Regions from separate parts of the Mus musculus genome. Here region 2 is linked to region 1. The links are chromatin contacts, called in public promoter capture Hi-C maps. All regions are on one chromosome and are shown on one strand. Each heading gives the region's core, a stretch centred on a gene start, on an enhancer-like site or on the middle of the called end of the contact. The rest is flanking DNA. Distances are from core to core; before and after follow the strand shown.

What was found. Capture Hi-C pulls out chosen DNA fragments and counts their contacts.
Region 2: a promoter capture Hi-C map of adipose tissue shows a contact between it and region 1. The contact joins the promoter of C1qtnf6 here to the promoter of Csf2rb2 in region 1.

What each region holds. Positions count from the first base shown.
Region 1 is chr15:78,303,631-78,308,231 of GRCm38.p6, reverse strand. Csf2rb2 (colony stimulating factor 2 receptor, beta 2, low-affinity (granulocyte-macrophage)) reads left to right here and starts at 2,511. Exons shown (of 14, transcript NM_007781.3): 1 at 2,511-2,654.
Region 2 is chr15:78,528,396-78,533,219 of GRCm38.p6, reverse strand. C1qtnf6 (C1q and tumor necrosis factor related protein 6) reads left to right here and starts at 3,569. Exons shown (of 3, transcript NM_028331.5): 1 at 3,569-3,702. The coding sequence starts at 3,697.

The DNA.
Region 1 (4,601 bases), core at 1,262-3,761:
CCTTCCTGCCCTTAAGACTTGAAAAGCTGTGTCCTAGATACTGTGGGTTAAGAGCTATGGAAGGGCTGTATGCCTGATTCTGAAGAGTCATGAATGAGCATATCGGTGTATGTGACTTATTGTGAATTTATTCATGCTGTGACAAGTGCCATGGCCAAAGCAACATAGGCGAGGAAAAGACCTATTTCAGGTCACAGCCCACTATGGAGGCAAGTCAGGGCAGGAACTCAAGCAGAAGTGTGAGCCATGAATTGTGGCAGACACTGTGTGCTGGCTGGCTCATAGGTTCATGCTTATGTAACTGTCTTATACAGCTCAAGATCACATACCTAGGGAATGGTACCGCCCACAGTAGGCGGGGCCCTCCTACATCAATAAGCAATCAAGACAACTTCTGTGGTTGCTCATGCCTTTTGGAGGCACAGGCAAGCTGATCTCTGTGAGTTTGAGGCCATCCAGGGCTGCATAGGGAGATGCTATCTCAAGCCTAGAAACAGTCAAGACAACCCCATCTCATGTGGACAAGTCCTCACTTGAGACTGCTTTCTTAGGAGACTCTAGGCTGAGGGAATATATGGTAGGGGTGTTATGTGTATCTATTGCTTTAAGACAGGTACTGTTTCCAAGGCTCTAATATGCAAATCACAGGACACACTACATAAATAAGCCAGGGATATCCAATTTAAAAGGTGACATGCAAACATTTGGATAGCTTAGTCATACCTTACCAATGCCATTATGAGGGAAGTCCTTCTTAATGGCCTTTTGGCATGCTAGCCTGTGTTCATTTTCACTTTGAGTTGAGATCTGAAATTGAGTGAGAATGGATCTCTTAGGACAAGGGTACATTTACCTGGGGACAGTCTGTGTTAAGAAAGCAATGGGTGTTTAAAGGAAGGAGCAGGAGGTTGGTGACAAGGACCCTATTGATCCCTAGTGTGACACTGATTCCCAAAGAGTAGTAGGTTGTCCAACAAGACATGTTGTTCCTGCTGTATGATCTGAGGATCAAGGATTTCTTGTCAGTTTTACATGTCCGGGGTGTCCCGTGTAGGTGGGGATGGTGGACATGATCATTTATGCATTGATTTCAAGGGCTGTCTGGATGATGTGTCAATTTCCTCAAACAGTAAGATATTTGGAGAAATAGTTATGCAATGTGTGAGGAGACACTAATCTCTCTGAATTTCAAGGCCACATAGGACAGTGGATCCAGTTATCAGACAGAGACCACCTGCCTTGTGTGGGTATCCCGTGTTCCATGAGAGCCTCTCATAGGTACCACACAATTCATACTCTGTGTCGTTTGCTGCCATGACTATGACATAGCTACTGCACGGGGAGAAAGGATTGACTAAGTACCTAGTGAACACCATTGTGAACCAAGACACCTGCCATGTGCCCCATGGATTGCACCCCTCGCGACAAGTCAGCCACCGAACTTCTTGACTTTCGTTTTCTGTTGAATAAAAGAAAATATGAAGTAAAAACAAACCCATTGGTGTCTGGACATGAGGATCTGCAGTGTTGTGGATTAGAAGTATAAGATTCGGGCACACTGATCTCTGAGAATAGAATCAGGCCGAGGTTGGTGGAAGGTTTCTGTTCATCTGGAACTGACTGCTGTCCCCGTGCCCAGGGGCACTTCTCCTACTGTCTGGTCTCCTGCATCTGTAGCTCTGTATTGGGAGATAAGAAATGTCTCATGCATAAAAAAAGCTACCTTTTTTTTAAAAAAAGGCTGACATTTCATCCCTTATATTTTTACGCTTATTTGCTTGTATTTTTACCATATTAAAAAAATTACTCATGCCTATGACAGGGTTTTGGTGTCCCCATTGACTTTTTTCCTGAGGGAGTGTCTTACTTCCCTCCTCTTAACCCCAGCAGCCTCAAGTTATTCATTTTTTCATTCATTCATTCATTCACTATACATCCAGTCATGAAAACCATCTCTGAGCTATGGCTGGGCACTGGGGGAGGAGAACAGACACAAAACATCACTTGCTCTGATTGCAAGATGGGAGAAGATGACAGGGACTCTAGGGCAGGACAGAGAAGGGAAAGCCAAAGCTGACAGCCAGGGATCAAGACTGCTCCCACTGCCTACTGACTGTTGTCAACTTAGGTTTTCCATGACAAAAGCATAACCCTCAAAAACCCTTCTGGATTTTAGGTCCTTCTAGAAAAATACCCCAAGAGTTCCCAAGGCTTTATGAGGCCACCTGTAGCTGATTTGCATAAGGCCACATGCTGAGAAGTGGTGCCCTCCAAGTCCACCCCAGCTCTACCTGGCTCTGGGCACACACTCGCAGGGAGGTGGTTATTGCCCTCTGTGTCTGCTTCCTCCAGAGAAGTCAGGGAGGTGGGTGTGGAGGAGGCCATTCCAGGCTGAGACCTGAAGGGCACATGAGAGCTGATGTGGAGATGGTGGGGATCGAGCTACTCTGGCAGAACTAAATGTCGTGAGTCTTATCAGAGGCTAGTGTCCACAATTCTGAGAAGCAAGCAAAGCTGCTTGTGAAAGGGCACTGGCAACTTCCTCAATCTGCTCTCTGTTTCCTCCAGATGGGGCACAAATAAATAGGAAGAGCCTGCAGCTCACTGGCACTTGGAGGCTCCCGAAGGAGGCTGCCTGTCGCCCAAGCACAGAGGTAAGTGGCTTCCTGATACGGAGCTAAGGATGGGCGCAAAGCAGGGGCTGTGAGGGTCTCCAGGGTGGAAAAGGACAGCATAAGACAGGGCTGGGGTAGCATATTCCTCAAACTTGATCTCTCTAGAAAGACTAGGTCTCAGACTCCAAGTCAGTGAGTAGAGGAGGGGCATGCCGGAACATTGGAGCGGGGAACAAAGTCAGGGCTCTGGAAGAGGTACGGTTAGGATGTTCTCTGGGGCTCTGCGATTCTGGGGTTCTGGGAGGACACAGCTTTATCACTGGAGGCCTGGTGGCAGGGAGGACTCCCTGAAAGCTCTATGTGGGGCTAACTACTGTGTTCCTTCTAACTTTGCCACCCATATGTTACTTCAGTCCCTATCCTGAGTTTCTGGTCACACATCTGTGGGACAAGGTGAGTGGGAGACATAGCTCTCTCTGTCTTCAATGAGAAATGGAAGAAGGGCAGAGAAAGAGAGAGGGTAGAGAAAATTACCTACAAGAATGAAGAAGTGTTGGGGACAGAGCCAGAGATGTAGAACCTCCCTTGGTACTGGGTGTATTTGGCAAGCTCATTTGGGAAGTGCCAGAGACATACCAAATTACCCACCTCTGTGTGTGTATGTATGTGTGTATGTGTTTCTGTCTCTCTGTCTCTGTCTCTGTTTCTGTCTCTATGTGAGTGTTTCTGTCTCCCTAATTTTTCTTTTTCTGTACCTCTCTTTCTCTGTCTGTCTGTCTCTCTCTGTGTCTCTTTCTCTTACACACACACACACACACACACACACACACACACACACACACAGACAGACAGACAGACATACAGACACACACACACACACGCACACGCACACACACACACACACACACACACACACACACACACACACACACACACACACACACACCATACTGTGCTCTGAAATCACCACAGATGATTTAGGTCCAGATGTGTCGCTTCTGTACCTAGTGTACCAGCAGGTAGGTGTCTCATCATATAGCTAGGGACCAGTCCCTCCCAGACAGGGGCACAGACAACCCCTCTGCTGACAGATCACTGTCATGTCTCACAGATCATAAACTAACCTGTTCATATATTCCACATGCTGTATTCCAGAGATCATGCATTAGCCATTGTTTGACAGAAATCTCTGTGACCTGTTAAGTAAAGAATTTGCCTGAGGTTCAGGCCCCTGCCTCTGCTCCCGCACAGCACATAGGGCCTTTGAACCTTATCGCCCAATGAATTGGATCTTCATCCACATCTCTGTAGCAGCATCTCCCCTCTCCTTACCTCTTTCTTAAAAGCTTTAAAAGAAGACTCCTTCTCTGTCCTCATGGACTGAATTACAGCTTCAGACCATATCCTACTACTGGCTCTAACAAATCTTTAGCTGGAACCTAATGTCCGTACTGGAACCAGAAGGCTGTCCTGTAAGGCTCTTCCTCACTTGCTCTGCTGCCTCTGCATCTAACCCTAGACCTCTCTCTTCCCCTGGTGACTCTCCGGGATCTTCGAGGATCTCCTGCCTGTCTATACTGGAAATTGTCGTAAGTCACATGTTGCATGGGCCTGGGACTGTCCCTTCACCCAGACATGCTGAGTACAGAGATACCTGTTTGCCATCTTTCCTTACTACTTCTGGTCTGGCCACTCAGGAAGGGACCTGAGTGCCACAGGGTGCTTGTCTCCCTTGCTGCCAGTCCTCTAGACAATGGTTCTCAACCTGTGGGTCGGGACCCCTAGGCAGCCTCCTGTCAGATGTCTAGCAGATCAGATATTTACATCATGACTCAGAACCGTATCAAAAGACTGAAGTAGCAATAAAATAATGTTAAGGTTGTGGGTCACCACAGCATAAGGAACTGTGTTAAGAGGTCACAGCATTAGGAAGGTTGGGAGCCACTGGTCTAGACCCTCTTGACCAGGGTTCATGATGGCATTGCT
Region 2 (4,824 bases), core at 2,320-4,819, 220 kb before region 1:
TTAGGGCCATCCTCCTGCCTCAGCCTCCTCCTAGGTGGATAGGGTGATGCTGGGGGGTTGGGTGCTCTGAGATTACCAGTGTCAGCTCCTTCAATGCCCCTGGAAGTATATACAGTCAGACCACATGGCCTCAGTTGCTTCCTGGAGGCCTAAGGTCCCAAGCCCTGCAGCCCTGGACAGGCACTTCAGGGCACTGTACAGTGTGGGTGAATCTGGAGTATGTACACACATACAGACAGCTTCCCATTCTCACTCATTCCAAGGAGTGCCCAGCCACACCTCATGCCCCATAGGGACCCAGAGACCTGGGATCCCGGCCACATCCTTTGTTACCATCCTGTTTCAGGTGAGGAGACTAAGACCTGGGGTGGAAGCAGGAGGCTTCAAAGCTTTACAGAGAAGGGACAGAATGTCCTCTTTCAGTCGGACTTTCTGCTTTAATGATCAGGAAATGTGTCAATATTTGCTCATGGGAACTGCCGCTCCGCCGCCCTCGGTCAACACTTGCAGAGCCTGCTTGGTTTCTCCATCTGTGAGGCTATGGTTATGTCTGAGTTCTGTCTACTCTCTAAAAGGGAGTTCTCTGTAGGCTCTGGCTGTAACAAATGGACAAACACGACCTGACTTATGTGTGGGCAGTGGCACGGGTGTTCTTGGCCACACGCAATCAGGGGAACCCCAGATCATTCACTTCCTAGCTCAGAGTGCCCATGAGCCAACCTCAGGTCCTGGTGGAGCCTCGGTTTTCTCATTCCTGAAGTGCACTTCACAACTCCATCAGACAGCAAGGTGATACAATGACTCCCATTCAGGTCAACCCAGTTCTTTCTGTGTCCGCCAGGGGGCGCCGCTGGACCTCAGAGCACCAGCTCCTCCTCTTTGCTCAGATTCGGCTTTATTCGGCCACAATCGGAACTACCCGGCTGGACCCGACTGTTCTTTAAGGCTCGGAAAAAATCGTCTCCATTCGGTTCTTCTCGGCCGTACTCGGCTGGATTCAATTCTGTTCGGTTTGCTCGGCTGGAATAGATTCTAGCGCTTTTCGGATATGCTCGGCTCCTCCCCTTACTAGGCTTCCACGGTTTGGGCCCTGGAACTCTGCCTACTTTCTGGGGTGCTGAGGATTGGAGGAATACACTCTGCTCCCCAGCCAGGCTTGGACTGCCTGCTGAGGTACTGGTGCTGGGTGCTGGGGCGCGCGCTGACTCCCTCCAGGAGATGGCGACCTCCTACCTATCTGTTTAGACCTTAACTCGGTAATGACCTTGAACTCCAACTGTGATTTACCATTCACAGTTTACACAGGGCTGCCTTCTGGCGTCAGTAAGTCATTGTCCTGCCTCCTGGGAGAAAGGGCAGGAATGAGCAGAGAAACAAACACTTATATTGTAGGACTCTGGCCTTAGACCTGGTTCTGGCTTTTTGTGTCCGGGTATACATTTACTGGCAAAGGCTGTGAAAGAGTATAAGAAGGTATCCACTGGTGGGTGTGCGGAGAAAAGTGGGTGCACACCTCTGCATACTGGGCTTAACCAAAGTAGCAAGATACCCTTTGGTTGGCTGTTCCCAGACACTCATACAATCCTGGACTCTTCAAGATCGTTCGGCCCAGGGTTATTAAGACCCAGAGAAATGTCAAGCACACCTTTAATCCCACCACTGGGGAAGCCGAGGTGGTCAGAACTCTATGAGTTCATGGCCAGCCTGGTCTAGAGAGTGAGTTCCAGGACAGCCAGGACTACACAGAGAAACCTTCATATCAGCCCCGCCCCTGCTTCCCCTCCAAAGACTCGGGGAATTAGGGACTTACCCAATGTCATGAAGTTAGAAAGAAGACATGGGACAGAGCCATAGTCTGTCTGTTACTCCAGAGCTGGACTTCATGTCTCAAGTCTACCTGATGTGCCTGGACGCCCTCGTGTCTGAGGTCAGTAGCCGGCAGCCTCTGGTTTGCTAGGGCCGGATGAGCAGCCTTGTCCCTGTATAGTTCGGTGCGGAGTGTAGTGGGGTGCACAGTGCTAGGCACACAGCCTTCTGCACTACTGTGCCCTTCGCCTGCTTCTCCCTGACCGTCCATCTTTTCTTTCATCCATCTTCCCGGCCTTCTTCCCAGAGATCTGAGACTGCCTGGTGCTGTTCCCACCCCCGGGGCCGCTGACTCAGCCCTTTGCTCTGGTGGCTGCAGCTTGAAGCGGGTAGCCTCTCTGCAGGTCTGGCTCTGTGCCTCAAGAATGCTGCTCCGGCAGGGCCACACAGAGCCATGCCAGTGTGAGCTTTGTGGTGGCCCTTATAGGGCTATCATCCCCCTCTCTGCTTTCTTCTGCCAATGTATTCCTGACTGGACCTGAGAACTCCAAGTCATTTTGGGAGGCAGCACCAGACTAGAAGAATCTGGCGTCCTCTCAACTTGGATTTCGCTCTGCTATGTGACCTTGTACCAAAGGCTTGATCTCCCTGGGCCACAATGTCCCTGATTAAGGGATGGGATTAGATCATCTCTGAGGCTCGTTCCAGGCCTAGTCTTGCTGTTGGATTGTCTGCCTAAATGCCCAGGAAGCCTGAACCCAGAGACAGCCCTGTCAAGGACCCTAAGAAATAGGGCTGGTATACTTTTTTATTTTTTATTGAAGTCCCAGACCTAAATCTATCCCCTAAGCAGTGGGCTAGAGAGTAATACCACTGCCAAGACCCTCTAGCTGCTAACCTGGAGAGAGGCTGGAGGTGGGGCTAGGAATAATAAATCTAAATACTTTTGAGGACCAAGGTTCCCCAGAGAGGTGAAACCTAGCTCAGGCAAGGAGGTATCCAGCAAAACTGAAATAACAGGTCGCCAAGGGTGAGGGACATTTTACAGGAATTGCACAGGGTTTCCGACCTCCAGGAAACCAGGGCTAGGAGCCAGGGCGGTGGTCTTTGCTAAACATTCCCCAGTTTGCCCAGGAGGAAACTGAGGCAGGGTTTTGCCTAGTCCCAGGGCACACAGGCTGCCTCCCCCAGCTCCACCTTGAACATGTTGGGGGTTATACTTCTGTAAGGGAGCTGGCTTTAGGAGAGTCAGTGAAGGCAGGATTCCAGGTGGGGAAGAAGGAATAAGCCATCTTTGGTCCAGCATGAATGGTAGGGGCAGAATCCCTGAACACCTCCGGCAGGAGAGGCAATGCTCGACCATGTTGCTGGGTGTTAGGACCAGGATTTATACCTATGGAGGATGGGTACCAGTGGCTCATGCCACTCAGTCTCTGTAGCTCTTGGCAGATGGCTCTTGGGCTCAGACTAGATCCGGGCTGCCTCCCTTTTCCTGAGTAATGCAGAGCCCCGCCCCCTCTCGTGCAGCCTCCAATTTCCAGGCGGAGTCTTTCTAGGCTCTTGATGCTCGTCCTGTCTAACTCCCAGGGCATTTGACTCAAACAGGTCCCCAGCGCTGGGCCAGGGCCACAGATGCCCAAGGATGTTAAAGATCCAAGTCTCCCAGTACCTCCGAGGCAGAGCCCCAGGCTGGAGGGGCGGGAGCAGGAGGAGGGGACTGGGAAGCCAGCTCAGCGTGCTCCCTCCTCCCTCCCTCCCTCCCTCCATCCCTCCGCCCTCCTAGCTCAGTCGTAGGCCTAGGGGTCGGGCCTGCAACAAGTTATCATCACAGACATGGGCCAAGGAGCCAGAGGCCGTCCGGGGTCTGTGAGTTGAGCTTGAGGCCGCAGGATGAGGGTGAGTGGCTGGTGGCCTCTCTTCTTCTGACTGGGATGGGGGTTGGGGTCACAGTCTGAGATTCCTCTGTTCCCCTCTTTCTGGCAAGCACATAGCTCTTTCCCTCTCGCCTAGCCAGCTCATTTGGAAGATCTGCCACCCTGCACTGCTGGCCACCCTGCACTGCTTCTGGTGTTTACCTGCCCCTGCAGGGACTTCCTCACCACCCACCCACCCCCAGCCACTAAGCCCCGCCCATCTGGATGATAAGGTCGGTAGCCCAGCCTCCCACCAAGAGGCTCTGGCATTTTAGGTGAGGTGGTGGGGACCGGCAAGACCCCTCTATGGTTGGTGTGACCCCCACACTTGGTACTGCCTGGCCCCTCTCCTAGCACCCAGCCAGGGATCCCAGCTGCAGTTAGTCCTGTTTCTAGGGAGAGGGCCCTGCTTCCTGCTTCCTGCCCCAAAGCTCCAGTTCTGTGTCTCTGAGCATCTGACTCCCAAGGGACCAGACCGGTAGGAAACAAAAATGTCTCCAAACCATGCTGACTCTCCGGAAGTTCTTTGCCTTTCAAGCCATAGACTCTAGAGTGAGGTCTATACAGGAAGAGGAAGGAATGGGCACTTTGAAGTCTTTGACAAACTGGGCAGTTTCCCCCGAGTGTAAGTCGCCCATATTGCCTGGCAAGGAAGACATGTTGGCGGCTTGTGTGAATGAAAGAGGGGCTAAGCTGCAATCACTAGGTCACATGACCACCAGGTCACGTGTTTGTGAGTTATTCGGATTTCCTTCACAGGGTGGGCACATCTATGGTCAGAATAAAGTATGTGTGTGTGTGTGTGGGGGGGGGGTGTTGCTGCGACCTGTAGTTGAGAATAGGCGTGGAGTTGGTCTCTGAGGGAATTCCCTGCCTGTGGAGCAGAACTAGCAGGCCCCAGCAGTATGATCATTCCAGAAAGGGGGTGTCTATGAAGACACCTCCTGTTGTCACCCCAATCCCTAGAGAGAAGGCTCTGAGCTTCTGTCCCTTTAAAACATAGTCCCTCTTCATAGCCTTTCAAGAAGTAATCATTTTACCTTCTCAGCCTGTATTAACCACAGAAAAATATTTTTGAATTTGTACTAAATGTTAAGAGGAACAA